Linked DNA regions of Zea mays: all the other regions are linked to region 1. Evidence: chromatin contacts called from public Hi-C data. All regions are on one chromosome and are shown on one strand. Each heading gives the region's core, a stretch centred on a gene start, on an enhancer-like site or on the middle of the called end of the contact. The rest is flanking DNA. Distances are from core to core; before and after follow the strand shown.

Region 1 (4,940 bases), core at 631-3,130:
GCTAATTCATCAATTGATGTTATTTCAGATGTAAGTTTGTGGCTTCAGTGTTTTGTAGATTTCAGTATTTCTTATGGATTCAATCACTGGTGCTTGAGATGGACATTAGATTGTAGTACTTTGCTTGATTGTGTACTCGTTTGAAGCCATGCAAAGTGAGCTTAGTAGATTGTAGGGGTTGGGTTTCCTAAGTATTTGTGGAGTTGTTGGCTAAGTGTATGTTTCATACAACATGTTTTCTAACTGCCTGTAGTTGTTCCTTTCATTTGTTGTAGGATGTAGCAATTGATTGGGGCACCATACAAGTTGAGGAAAGATGCGAAGAAGAAGGAGCACAGGAGGTTGCTTCAGAGCTAGTGTTGTATGACAGGTTGGGATTATTGGATGAAGATAATCGCGAAACAAGTGCAAGGCAAGATGCTTGTAGATCTAGAGCATTTAATGTTCGTGGCAGATCCGAGGATGTTGATGATGAAATAGTTGTGGTACATTGTGGGGATTCTATACCAGAAGAGCGAATTTTAGTTTGTGACAGGCCAAATCCTATTATGAAGGTTGGCAGTTTGTACAAGGATATGAAAGAGTTCAGACTTGCTATGAGGCAATACGCGATTAACAATGAGTTTGAGTTAGGAATTGAGTCAAGTGCTCCGTTTAGAAAACTGCAGACTTGGAGGTCGGCCCTTCATCGCCTCCATGAACTATGTGGTTCAGTGGAGTCGCTTCAGTGTATGCCCAAGTGTATGAACTATGTTCTTTAGTGTATGCCCAAGTGTATGAACTATGTTCTTTAGTGTATGCCCAAGTGTATGAACTATGTCCTTCAGTGTATGAACCTGGGCACAATGTATGGCACAAACTGAATTGCAGTCCCTGTTTACAAACTGAAATGGTGCAGTCCCTGTTTAAAAATGCAGACAACACCTTCATTTCGGCCAAAAGGCACCAGTATAAAAATGCAGACAACACCTTCAGTTCGGCCAAAATGCAGACAATAGGATACCATAGTCTTCCATAGATAACAGCAACAAAGTTACACATAGATGGCTCAGGTCTTCCAAGGCCTTACATAACAACAGACTAAGTTAATGTCTAGCCACACACATACAGAATTCATCATAGCACACAAATACTTGATCATAACCCAACACATACTTCATCATGTAGTGCCTAAACACTAACCCCGAAAATCTACTTCCTTTGACGATCCAGAATCTCTTCCCAGCTAACATCTTCCAGTGGCCAATGCCTCATCAAGTCAGGTTCATGGTCTGAATCTGAATCATCGTTGTAGCAATACTCCGACAAGGGTGGCGAAGAATTGTCGTGCACAAGTTGATAACAAATTGATGCTTTATCAAGTGATTGTGCAAGCTCATGTACACGCCACATTAATTGGTTTACTAGCAATTCTTCACCGGAATCAGGTTGACTAACAAGATGGTCAGTGGCCAGTGACTTCAAATTCATTGAAACTTGTTGCATCTCGTTAATGGCGTCGTGAAGGCAATTAAGGACCTCTTGGTACCGGTAAGACTGCAAAACAAAATTATATAACCGATTACTACTACACACAATCAAAAAATCCCAGAGATGAACCAATATAGCTGAAAGATGTTGTTACCAGCACACTTGCAGGAGGTAAAGGAACCATGGTGGCATCACGAGTGGACGACGACTGAGGCTGCTGGGTACCACTGTTGTCGAGGGCGTAAGGAGAACAGACCTGAACGACGGCGGCAGATGCAGACGGATTGGGGATGGGCGAAACAGAGAGACGATCGAAGGCGGTGGCCACCTCAGCTGTAGGATCGTCCGCCGGATCGACCTCGAGGACCTGGCGATTCTTCCCCCGAAACGCCATTGCAGTGCTGAAGCTGCGTTCAATGGCGGCGGCGGTGGACAAAAACAGGGAGAAGTTAGGGTTTGTTCGAACATCGAGGGGAGCGGGGAGCTGAGTAATGAATGTGAGGGTAGCGATGTCTTTTACCGTCGGCGTGCGTTGTTAGGAGCCGGCGTACGCTGTTAATGGAGTCTTCACCGGCAATGGTACCAATGTGGCGAGTGCTGGCACACGGGCATCCCAAACTGGCGATGGCGCGCTGCGGGATACCAAGAGAGCGAAGCCATCCGAGCAGTCCGACGGGTGAATCATAATAGCAAAAAACTCCTCGGGAACGGGGACACGACTCAAGGCTCATGATCCGCAACCACTTCATGCTTCGCAAAATTGTCCTTATCTCTTAAGCTTGTTGCGTCTTCATTTGTTCTGGGACTAGGACGCATTCAGTCAGTCTTCGGGTAGGCTTCTCCGGCCTGGTGATCCCATTTGGTCGGGGTGCACAAAGTAACAAAAAATCCTCTCTTCAAGCAATGCCAGGATAACGCTATGCAATGCAGTTTCGAAAAGAATCGAGATCACAAATTTGCAACTCCATGCCCTCTTGATCCATTTCTTTGTTTCAAGTTTTAACATAGATCCGGCAGCTATTACAATTCATGGCATTGCGCCATTTATAAGCGACTGGTATCTACACGAACCTGCTCGACTACACTCATTAAAATCCTGCTGCAAATCATGCAATGCGTGAGCGCGGGCGGGGCAACGTGTGCCAGGGCTTCAGAAGAACAATGGACGCTGCACATATCGTTTCATTTACAAGGCTACTACTACTTACATTGATATAACTGGGATTAGATTTTTACAGGTTACACTGGTGCGGTCAGAACCAGGAATCACATGCCAATGGCTCTCGATGACGAAAGCTCAGCTTCCCCATCCATTTCGCTCCCCACTCCGTCTCCTGACACCTGTCGGTTAATCATCATATTACTATTGTTTACCTTTCCACGTCAAGTTGCAAACAAGTATGCCAAAGTCGCAGGATTTAGTAAGCCTTACCTTTATCTGGGATAGATATTGATCCAAAGCACCATCACCGTAAAGAATCTTAGCTCCGCAGCCAGGTTGGTCCACTGATCCTACTGCATCTTCATCTACAACCACTGCATCGATTCGCTTCTCCCCAGATTTTGCATCTGGGATCTGTAAAGATACAAGTCAATTGCAACAACGATTAGTATGCCTACTCCAGAGACTTTACGGGTTAGGCGAATAGAAAGAGAATACAAAATCATCACGCAACAAACCTCATACATAGAATCCATGAGAATATTCTCAAGGATAGTTCTTAAACCCCGTGCACCTGTATTTTTTGACATTGCCTTTTTGGCAATTATTCTAAGTGCACCATCTGTAAAGTGAAGCTTAACCTGAAACCCAATGTTGAGCCAAGTTGAGACACTAATGACAAACTAATTTCTGCATGTTTTCATGGTAAGCATACTCACATTATTCATGCTAAACAATTTCTTGAATTGTTTGCCCAGGGCATTCTTTGGCTCAATCAGAACCTAGCAAGATAAAATGGTACCAGTACTGTGTGAGAAGTTCTCTAATAAGTAACAATCACATTCAAATAAACTGCATGCTTCTCTAAACAAGGTAGCGGCATAAGCGTGCATTACTAGACGGACCAGGATGCTAGGAAAGACAATATACAGTAGATACCTGAACAAGCTGGTCCTCATTTAGAGCGGCCAGGCTCACAAGGATAGGGAAGCGTCCAATAAATTCTGGGATAAGTCCATAAGCTATTAGATCACCACTCTCAACCTGAAAAAGGAGGGACATTGAAACACCTCTAGGACAGAAAGTTATCTAATCAATAGTAGAATACTACTAACAGATTCCAACAAGGATGATGTCACTTGAGCACTTGAAATGCCACCAGCCCTCATGTTTGCACGAACTGGGGCGCCGAAACCAATAGATGAATCCTGCCGTCTTTTTTTGTTTAAAAGAAAAACCGAAAAACCTTAGATGAAGACTGGGAGGAGACAGCAGATTGCAATGAGTTAACGAACAGTACCTCTCTGATATAGTTTTTTCCAAATCCACGAAAGCACCACCACATATAAAAAGAATATCTTTGGTATCTATCTGCATGTGCATAAATGCCATTATACCATTGGAACTAAGTAACTAAACAATGTTTGTGACAAAAAGCCAAAACACAGGTCAAGACTTAATAGGCAGTGTGGATTTTCTTTCTTTTCTTCTTGTCTGTGTGTGCGGGGGGAGGGGGGGGGGGGAGCGTACATTAAGCCATACATTTGCACCACAGAGCTGTTTGGGGCTTACTGACGAAAAATACATTTACTTTTTTTTATATGCTTTTAGCCTTTTACAACAACAAAAAATGACTATTCCCACTGTTTCTTATACAAGTCCGTGTCCACCCATATGCACAGACATATGAAGCATAAAATCTAAGAAAATTATTGTCAAAAACAATTCTAAGAACTTGATCAACGGGATTGGATCGTGCATGCCCCTGTCAAATGGTGTACTAGAACTACTTGGCAACTTATATAATTTAGTGCAGCATTAACACAGGGGTCCAAGACTTATTTGATTAACTAAACTCTTGACCTTCTCAGTGGGAAAATGGAGTTAACATAATCCATGTGTCCAGGCAAACTTTGGCAGGGAAAGTCAAAATTTGTAAGTATTGAAAAACAATTATCCAAATTATATGTGTATTTAGTGTACAAACAAAAGATGCACCAATATATAGTCCCAACGCTTGATCAATGCAAGTCGTATTCTGTTCTGGGAAGTCAAAGTTGACAAATTTTGGCAAACAATTAATTAAATTATATGCATCAGTTGCATCAACACTTCAACAGGTTAATTGTCATAGTACACTGAAGGTTATGTTGATTTCTAGCAATTGACAATGTGATGGAAGACGGCACAAAATCTATTTTTGATCACTTTGTCCTTTTAATATTTCTTGTGGAGAAGAAATGTAGAACAAAATCATAATTCATAAATAAGCTTGCAAACTTTACCTGTATATTATCACCACGAGGAT
Region 2 (4,940 bases), core at 1,791-4,290, 510 kb before region 1:
ATTGTAGCGTATTGTTGTGTGTGTCCCATCCGTGTATAGAAAGGGTGTATTTATAGGTAACTGGGGTGGGTAGGTAGACTAATGTACCATTATGCCCCCGGTTACCTGCTACATTCTTGGAATATTCCACACAACGGGGCCATTACACAATGGAGGATGCTTAAGGTCGTCGCCTAGATGTTGATCCCTTCGCCTTGTGGAGACCGCCAAAAGCATCTTCGTCATGAAGTTGTCTTCGTCCTGTGAAGGGGGCCTTCACCCGTAGCGGCACAAGAAACGGGGAGCCCCACTTCTTGCATAGTCCTCCACGCAGTTGCCTTCGCGCGGGGGTAGTCGAGGACCTCCTTGCTAACAGGAAACGAAGTCTCCTACCATTCTGGTCCTTTCATTCAAACATGGTTAACTCTAGCTAGGTAAGTCTAATTGAGGTTGGGTTTGGCCTTTGCTCCAACACTAGCCCCACCCCCTGAGGGATTGCTAGTGTGATAAGTATTTCTCCTTATCGAATAATCTTCTAGATGGTGATCCACCATGAAGTGTGATAAGTATTTCTCCTTCACCTTTTCACGCCTTTGGGTGTATTGTCGCATGTCCTCTTCTTGCTTCATAATGTTTTAGAAGCACTGTTGATCGTTAGTCGATAGCTCTTCTTGGGTCGGTTTGATAATGTTGTTGGTGAAGAACTCAGCATGATCATTGGAACCAACCATTGGAAGCCAATTTTAGTAGATCAAGGAATGTCCCCAGTAGAGTCGCCAAAAAAGTGTGTTGTCGCCTTTTTGGGCAAAACACTAATGATCCCTAGATCATGCTTGCTTGGAACGAGACCTTGGGAATTTCTTTACGGGAGCGTAGACTGTCCGCGATAGGTCACTGGATCGTCCGTGACTCTAAACAAGGAGCTCCACACTTCTCTGCAAGCATGTGGATCGTCCGCGTGTAGGCGGCTGACCATCCACGAGGGCATAAAGGGCTTCATGAATCTCCTGCAGAATCTAGATCTCACTTCCCGGTAGGGACCCGTCGAGAGGAGAGATCCTAGCATTGTCTTGGGGTCGACAGGACACCCAAGACACCTCAAAACGATGTTGAGCCAAAGAGAGATGAAGATTGAGATTAAGAAACTATGACTAAGGCTAAATTACTTCTACTCCTAGTGCATACGATCGGTCGTACCACTTCATATACATATATAGGGGAAGGTCTGAACCCGTTCCTAGGCGATCTCCAACAGTTTCCAGCGAGGTTTGTTAAGATAATCGCGCAAGAGATAAACATTCTAGCCTGAATCAATCTAATCATGGACCATCTGGGCTATCATGCGGACCGTCCAGGTGCCAAATCTAGTGCTTAACACCAATGATGAAAATCATTTTTACTGCTAGTTTGGACAAAAAGTCGATAGTAGAATACGATTTTTTCACCGATATTTTTCCCTTAGGTTGTTGTTTGATATTTTTTATTCTATACTAATGATGATATATTATCACCATCCATTTTGATAAAATAGATGATAAAATAAGGTTGTAAAATCAATTAGATAGTACACCCTCCGTCCTAAAATATAAGACATAACTACTTTTTTCTAGATATAACTACTTTTTCTCTATATATACGTACATCGATACAGTAGCATAGAAAAATTAAATATATTTATTGGTTTTTAAATCAGAAGTGTTTACGCCTTATACACTGAGACAAAGGGAGTAGTGGCAACACCAAGCCACTGATGCAGGCTAAGTTGGACCTGCACAACCATACCTTCAGCCCGGTCAAGGCTAGGGCTGGACAAAAAACTCGTGACACGGTAACTCGCTCGACTCGACTCATTAGTGACTCGACTCGGCTCGATTCGTTTAAAATGAGTCACGAGCTGAGCTAACAAATTAACTCGGTTCTTAACGAGTCAAACTCGAGCTGGCTCGTGAGTTACTCGCGAGCCAAACGAGTTGTGCAAATCTGCAATGGCCTAGCCCACCCATATGGAGCAGCCCAGCCACACGATACGGCCCACATAGGACACGCCGTTCTTCAGCCCAGCCATACGGGCGGCCCACACAACCAGCCACACCAAAGTCCAATTAGCCTCTCGGTGGCTCACTGGCTTGGCCGCACGCCGCCCGCACCGCATGCCGCTTCTTCTGGCTTCTCCCTGCGAGCTGCCCTCTCGGTCTCTCCCTCTCTCTCCCAAAATCTAAACCCTAGACTCCTAGAGCCGCCGACCGCCGTTGTCCGTGGAGCAGCCGAGCAGAGCAGGCTGCAGCGCCACCGCGCCGGTGTGCGGCGTGTGCCCTCCGACCTCCGCCCGTCTGCCCTCCGCGCGGCGCTCATGTTCTTCGCAGTCTGCCCGTCTTCCCCGACGGCGCCCTCGGCCCTCGCCCTGTTCGGCTGTCCGGCGCCTACTTGCACATCGTCGGTCGTCGGCTCGCCTCCATGAAAGCTCAAGAACCGGATGGCTTATGGTAACTTTGATAATGAGCTGGCTCACGAGTTAATCGAGTCAGACCGAGTTACCAAACGAGCCGAGCTCAGCAGGTTCTCCAGCTCGTTATCATAACGAGTCGAGTCGAGCTAACTCGTTATCATAACGAGCCAACTCGAGTCGAACCGAGCCGAGTCGAGCCAGCTCGATATCCAGCCCTAGTCAAGGCACAAGTTTTATTTGTTGGGAAAACAACTTATGTAAAACGGTGAAAAACAGATTATGCTTATTCTCTTACTGTCTGTTTTTAGGTTCTTCTGAGAGAAAACTGAACCCATAAACTGTTGTGAAAACGTTTAATTTTTAGTACAGATTCTTCTTAAATTTGTGAAAAAGTTATGAAATAAACGTGCCAAAGAGGCCCCGCCGGCCAAGATGTAGTGACTTGGAACCGTGTCCACTGTCCAGACAAACTCATCAGTCATCAGACTTGGCTTACCCGGTCGGTTTTGATATGGGCTGGTATCACAGGTCGATTGGTACGGTTTGCACTGGCCCATGTATAGTTGGATTCTGTACTTTGAACACCCTTCAGTCCAGTCCAGTGGGCACAGGCAAAGCGAAATGTCCGGGTCCGGCATACCCTACCTACGACTACGACACCGACGAGTACTCTTTGTATATATATCATACAAGGGAAAAAAACTAGTGGCTGCTGGCAGCACGTGACACGGAAGGCCCAAGAGACGCGGCCCATGGGTCAAGAAGTCCAGTATCTAATTTCGATTAGAAGGAGACGGAACATGTCGCCTGCCTGACGCACGGTGGTGGCGTTGCTCGTATCATACTTGTTTTGATATTTTCTCGTTTGATTCAGATCCGAGGATACATACAAATATTATCGAGTTGTGTCAGATACAAATTAGAATTGACATTCAACTTTGAATATACCGATATAAACTGGATACGGATACAGAATAGCCAGACTCGAAAACGAATTGGATTCCAGTTTTTTTCTAGACGAATCGAACTCGAACACAGACCAATAACATCCATACCATTTACACCCGGATATCTTGCACGTCTCTAGACTTCCAGTTCATACGTGTCTTGGTCCACTACTTTGGAGCGCTCTGCCGCGTTCAGGGAATACCGACAAGGGGTGCAGGCATGCATGTCTGAATTTGAGGCAGCACCGGTGCACTGATCCAATAGTAGTCATGGCGCCAAGGAGTCAGCCACACAATGGTTCTGCTGGTGAAGGTTCGGCGCGTAAGGACACGACATGACACGATCCATCCATTCCGAAAGGGACAGGCAGATCGTTACCACCACCAGAGATTGGAGCCCGTGGCCATGTCGCAGTTGCTTGCCGTTGACAAACCGGGCAGAAGCATAGGGTGGTGTTGGTGTCTGGTTCCCGGCCCTTGCATTGATCGTCTCTTTTGCATGGGTGCTGTGTTCGCTGGCTGCTGGCCAGGTTTGGCTATATGCCTATACGCGGACGCAATCCGGCATGATCATATATGCATGTATATGACTTGCTGGAATGAAATGGGATGGGATGAATTCAGGGGTTGTTACAAATTCACGTCTGTCGGAGAACGTACGGATTTCAGGGCTTGCTAGTGTCTGCATCAACCTTTTGTTGGAGAGACGGCAACTTTGGTCTAGATAATGCGCGCTTGTGGTGTAGCAGTAAGCAATTAGGTGAAGAAACAAGCAGGTCTGCTCCCATGTTTCACCTACCAACCACACTCCTGCCCCGCGCGGTACAGCGTCTGGATGCGCCGACCGGTCGCACTAATTAAGCCGGTGCAACTCGCTCCGGCCGTAGATGAAGAAACAAGCAGCGCCCTGCACCCAAGTCCCAGCCAAGGAGCTGAGCCACCGGCAGCCAAGCACAATTTGAATAATGACAAGCCGGTTAAACTTTGTAACAAAGGTTATAAATTAGAATGAGGAGAGTATATGCATGGATCTATTTGGTTCAGCTATAGATTTTTAAAATCTGATTGTAGTTTTGAGGAACCTATTGTGAGCTCACAATTGTGAAAAAACTAACATTTATTTGGTTGAAACAGCTGTCACTTATATATTTTGTAGAAAAGCTGTCACTTATATATTTTATAAAAAATGTGTGACGAACTTGTAACATGAATGACAAAAAAAACTGAAAATATAGGGTAAGAGGTGATTCTTGTTAGGATACCTTGTTATTCTGTTAGCATATCCCATTATTTTTGGCTGGAGCTGCGCCTCCATTCTCGGCAGGTTGTTGCCTTGCTTGTACATATCTGCATGTATCTTTTGATCTATAAATACATGCACAGCCCCATGGGGGTAGATGTGCCTTGCGCCATTCAACATGGTATTGGAACCATTGATCCAGTAGACGCCAAACTCATCCATCACATCTTCTCTTATGTCTTTCTCTCCCCAGATCACCATGACCGATACTTCTTCTTCCCTGCCCACATACAGCCATTCGTTGCTGGCACAAAAACGACGACAGCTA
Region 3 (4,940 bases), core at 1,308-3,807, 300 kb before region 1:
CGGACATAATTTTACGAAATTAAGGGCTCGTTTAGAAACTCTAATTTCCCAAGGGAATTCTATTTTCTCAAAGAAAAATAAACTAATTTCCTTTAGGAAAATAAAAATCTCTTGAAAAAAATGAGATTTCCAAACTAGCCCTAAAAATGACTCTCTCCTCTGTGACAACTGACATCCCCTCCTCAAATTGCAGCGTCTTCGGGTTTAGTTCATAAAAGAAGCATGACGAACACTAGAAGCAGCAGAGTCGATACTCTCCCACGTTGTCCAATGAGCCGGCCAATATTGCCACTACTCACCAAAGCAAACGAAACTGCATGATGAATAAACAGACCACAAGCAAATCTATATCCTTGCGAAAATAAAAATAAAAAAAAGAAACCAATCTGCCAGCATAATTTGCATTATTTGAAAATAAATTCCTGATCCTAAGCATCCGGCTCTTGGACAAACCAGCACTTCTCTTCCCGTTTCATGGATTCTATTCTACTGTATCCTAATTTGCATTATTTGAAGGACTGCCAAGTGACAGTTGCAAAGATCTATTTGTGTGCAGTGCCAGTGCAATCAAATACTACCTCTGTTTTCGAATCCGCGACAAATAAAAAAGAATGAAGGGAGTAGTATATAAGTTTCTTTACACATAGGGCATGTTTGTACTCGCTTTTCACGGGAGCGCGTCCGAAACAATCGACGGTGGGGAGAATCATGATTCTATTGGCGTCTTACGATTCTGGCCTTTTTGTTCAACCCCACGCTTGCTACCGAAGCCGCGGTGAGGAAAAGCGGAAAAAGCATGACATTTGGCGGACTATCCGTCGATTCTGGTGTTTCTCCGTGGAAAAGAGAATAATAATCCGAACCAAACATGCCCATAATTACTTCGAGAGTAAACACTTGAGCAAGCAGAAGCATATGAATGGCCAATAGGCCTCAGCTGCTCAGCCATCCTAGTCTTAGCAATCACAATGTGCACAGCAGATCAGTAAACTCTGCATATGAAGCCACAAGCATATGGCCATGCAAGACACTGTTTTGCACTATAAATTATACTGTTTACATAATAACTTTTAAAATAATAAGAAACGGGTACGAGTAAGAAGCTACAGGAGATAGCCTAAGAGTTCAAAGACACATCAAAATTCAGTTTGCTGACTTGCCTGATACCAGTGTGGCGTCTATAGCTCATCATGTTCCACAGTTACTGCATTATCAAAAAAAATAAGGTCAAGAAAGTTTTATGGGGTGATCTTTGCACTTCCGTATATGAAACAAGTAGTGAAGAAACCAACCGGATTCAGCTTCTCCGAAGAAAAATGAGATCTCTCTGTCTGCAGATTCTGGTGAATCCGAACCATGCACGCAATTTTTCTCAGAGTCCAGCCCACACATTGCTCTAATGCTGAAATGACAAAGAGTACTGTTGGCGACCACAAAACAAAGAGAAATGAATACAGTAATGCAATAAAAAAATGTATCCAAACACATAACATGTTAAAGGAAAACAAATGTAGTTTTTAACCTGTTTGGATGAGAGGTTTTGGCCTTTTTTGCATCAGTTGGTCCAATCAAAGTGCGCCATTGCGCAACGGCGTCAGGTCTTTCCAGAACCATAGCAAGAACTGGACCACTAAAGATCAACACAAAGATAAAAGGAGTCATGTTACAAACTGTTAGTGTCAATGTTAGCGTCTGAAGGCTGCTGCATAGACTAGAAGCATTATGCAAGAAACTTAAGAGACACGAGCCTTTCCAACAACAATAATACCTTGTTATGTACTTGACTAGGCTGTCAAAGAAGCTTCTCTGGGAATGCTCCGCATAGAAGACAGATGCCCTCTCAGCATCAAGCTGGACCTCGGTTTCTTTGACGATATGAAATCCAGAATCCAAGATGACCTCCTTGATTGCTTCTGTGTACTTACCTGACAAACCATCGGGCTTGATCATCGCAAGGGTTCTCTCCATCTCAACAGCCTCACATCTGCAGCACCTGAATTGATAGCATTCCAAAATCCAACATCACTTGCAAGCCTATGCATAGCTTACACGAGCCTTGCAGCTTTGTAGGCTTGTACAGCTACAGCATACAACGCACCCCAAAATGCGGCCCCAAAATAAGATCTACTTTGACTGATCCAGAATTAAGATTTATGTACGTCGACTCGATTGAAGAATCACTGTGTGCATAGTTAGGTCCACGAGCAAGTAGGCATGCTTGTTGTTGATATGACCAAACGGGCGGCCGAAACCTTGCTCAGATGTTCCGAAGCAAGCATCCTAGTACTAGTCTAGCATGTTTCTGGACGCTGGATGGAATGCAGTGGGAGCAATAGCCAGGAACCCAAAGTTCAGCAGAGCAGCTGCGCAGGAGTGGTGGTAGAAACAAAACAGGCACCTCTTACCGGTACAGAAAGAGGAGGAGCGAAGGCAGGCAGAGCCTGACGAGGGCGCCTGATGCCGGCGTGGTGGCTCCGGCCATCCGCGGCGGCGCGGGGGACAGGACAGGGAGCCCTCCCGGTCTGAAGGCCTTGCTAGTCTGCTCAAGTGTTCTGGTCAGCCAGCCGACACAGACACAGTCCCGTTTTCTCCGGCGGTGGACCTAGCCCGGAGTTGAAGGAGGCCCCTCTCTCTGTTGTCCGGTCTGATCTATTTCGGCCCAGTGAAGAAGGCAGCAGCCATGCTATCTTTTCCTTTTTATATTTAAAATTATTTTATCTTATATCTCAACTTTTAAAAGCTACATTTAACACCATCTCCAACCATTCCATCACATTTCTATCATATTTTATTACATCATCTCAAAATATACTCCATCCACATCCAGAACGTCTCCAACCACTCACTCTATCCAACTCCCCTTATAATATAATTCAATTCTTTGATATTTTTTATTAGTTTTTAAAGTTTAAAAATTATTGACTACTTATACTACAATAATACACATTATCATGAAGTTACGGTATTTAAAAAAGGTTAATATCACAAAATGGAGTAATTAAAGTGTCAGAGAAAATTAGAAGTCCCCGCATGTGCGGTGAGGTGTGGGAGATTGTTGAAGGGGTTTCTCACCAAAAACCAACCGGATGTGGGGAGGATTAGGGAGACCGTAAGAGCTGGTCTTAAGGGCGGCAGAGATCTAAGGACGTGTTTAGAATGGCTCTACTACACTCAGGAGCAAGGATGGCTCCAAGTTTTAGCTCTAGCTCCATGATTTTCTAGAACACATAATATCAATTTAAATAATTTTAAAAATATTTTTAATATAAATAATAAACAAAATGACTTATCTAAATGTCTTCTAAAGGCTTACAGCTTCAGCTTCACGATTTTCTAGAGTATCTAATGACCTGCTCTACTAGCTCCACCAAATTTTTTGGAGTTGAAGCTATTCTAAACAAGACATAAAACTCTGGGTGGAGCAGCTCTGCTCCAGAATTAGATTGCTTTCTAACTAGTTGTATGTAAATAACTCCAAACACTATGTATATGTTGTTTTTTAGTTATTTTTGTCGGCGTTTCAACCCCGGGGGTCCCTGGACCGACGAGTAAATTGTCGCTGCGTGTCCCAGCCCAGATGGGTCGGCGCGAGACGGAACACAAGGGGGAACAATAAGGGGAACCGCGGCTCGTGTTGTCCTGCGCCCAGGACGGATGCGCTTGCAGTCGGGGGTTACAAGCGTTCGCGAGGGAGAGAGAGAGAGAGCCTATCCGTCAGCCCGTTCTCCCGCGCGGCCACCTCTTCGTACGAGGGCCCTGGACCTTCCTTTTATAGATGTAAGGAGAGGGTCCAGGTGTACAATGGGGAGTGTAGAAATGTGCTAACGTGTCTAGCAGAGAGGAGCCAGAGCCCTATGTACATGCCATCGTGGCAGTGGGAGAGGTGCTAGAGCCCTGTTCATGTGATGTCGTGGCCGTCGGAGGAGCGCTTGAGCCCTGTAGAAGCACAGCTGTCGGGGCTGTCGGGTCCTTGCTGACGTCTCCTTGCTTTCGTAAGGGGCTGAGAACCGCCGTCGTCATAGAGCACGCGGGGTGCCATCATTACATGTTTACCGGGGCGAGCCAGATGGGACACCGGTCTTGTTCCCCGTAGCCTAAGCTAGCTAGGGGTAGGGTAATGATGTACCCCCTGCGGCGTGGTCGGTCCGAGCCCGAGGTCGGGCGAGGCGGTGACTCCTCCGAGGTCGAGGCTGAGTCCAAGCCCTGGGGTCGGGCGAGGCGGAGACTGTCCTCCGAGGTTGAGGCTGAGTCCGAGCCCTGGGGTTGGGCGAGGCGGAGACCGTCTTCCGAGGTCGAGGTGGAGTCCGAGCCCTGGGGTCGGGCGAGGTGGAGACCGTCTTCCAAGGTCGAGGTTGAGTCCGAGCCCTAGGGTCGGGCGAGGCGGAGACCGTCTTCCGAGGTCGAGGTGGAGTCCGAGCCCTGGGGTCGGGCGAGGCGGAGATCGTCTTCCGAGGTCGAGGTGGAGTCCGAGCCCTGGGGTCGGGCGAGGCAGAGCTTCCTATGGCGCCTGAGGCTGGACTTGGCTGCTGTCAGCCTCACCCTGGCCGGTGGCACGGCAGTCGGAGCAGGGCAGGTGGCGTTGTTTTCCTGTCGGGTCAGTCAGTGGAGGGGCGAAATGACTACGGTCACTTCGGCCCTGTCGACTGAGGAATGCGCGTCACGATAAGGTGTCAGGCGATCCTTGCATTGAATGCTCCTGCGATACGGTCGGTTGGCGTGGCGATCTGGCCAAGGTTGCTTCTCCGCGAAGCCTGCCCGAGCTGGGCCTCGGGCGAGTCGAAGGTGCGCCCGTTACTTGAGGAGGCCCTCGGGCGAGGCGTGAATCCACCTAGGTCTATTGTTCCTGTCCGAGGCTGGGCTCGGGCGAGGTGAGATCGCGTCCCTTGGGTGGATGGAGCCTTGACCTGAATTGCGCCCATCAGGCCTTTGCGGCTTTGTGC

Evidence for each region. A called contact is a pair of places that touch in the nucleus more often than the background predicts.
Region 2: a Hi-C map of ear shows a contact between it and region 1, with 2.4 times the contacts expected there. The contact joins the enhancer-like site here to the promoter of LOC103634778 in region 1. A contact is called at or near these places in 2 of 25 Hi-C or Micro-C datasets (ear and leaf).
Region 3: a Hi-C map of ear shows a contact between it and region 1, with 2.5 times the contacts expected there. The contact joins the promoter of LOC100282166 here to the promoter of LOC103634778 in region 1. A contact is called at or near these places in 2 of 25 Hi-C or Micro-C datasets (ear and tassel).

What each region holds. Positions count from the first base shown.
Region 1 is chr4:125,734,987-125,739,926 of Zm-B73-REFERENCE-NAM-5.0, reverse strand. It overlaps LOC103634778, which reads right to left and starts at 1,880. Exons shown (of 2, transcript XM_008657370.2): 1 at 1,625-1,880; 2 at 1,054-1,536. The coding sequence starts at 1,864. The coding sequence ends at 1,192. LOC100272327 (CLP protease regulatory subunit CLPX3 mitochondrial) reads right to left here. Exons shown (of 15, transcript NM_001362666.1): 8 at 4,918-4,940; 9 at 3,933-4,003; 10 at 3,748-3,847; 11 at 3,572-3,676; 12 at 3,352-3,414; 13 at 3,151-3,273; 14 at 2,903-3,046; 15 at 2,426-2,811. The coding sequence ends at 2,737.
Region 2 is chr4:126,243,076-126,248,015 of Zm-B73-REFERENCE-NAM-5.0, reverse strand. No RefSeq gene overlaps it. Among protein-coding and RNA genes, the nearest start is that of LOC100279116, 76 kb to the left of the region's middle. Within about 2 kb of position 3,040, at least 17 of the 20 cell types and tissues checked have an H3K27ac peak or open chromatin away from gene starts, as enhancers often do. A contact at or near this core is called in ear and leaf, where this site is marked.
Region 3 is chr4:126,034,094-126,039,033 of Zm-B73-REFERENCE-NAM-5.0, reverse strand. It overlaps LOC100282166 (nucleoside diphosphate kinase), which reads right to left and starts at 2,557. Exons shown (of 6, transcript NM_001155078.1): 1 at 2,406-2,557; 2 at 1,769-1,993; 3 at 1,523-1,630; 4 at 1,293-1,402; 5 at 1,161-1,204; 6 at 1-291. The coding sequence starts at 2,482. The coding sequence ends at 1,179.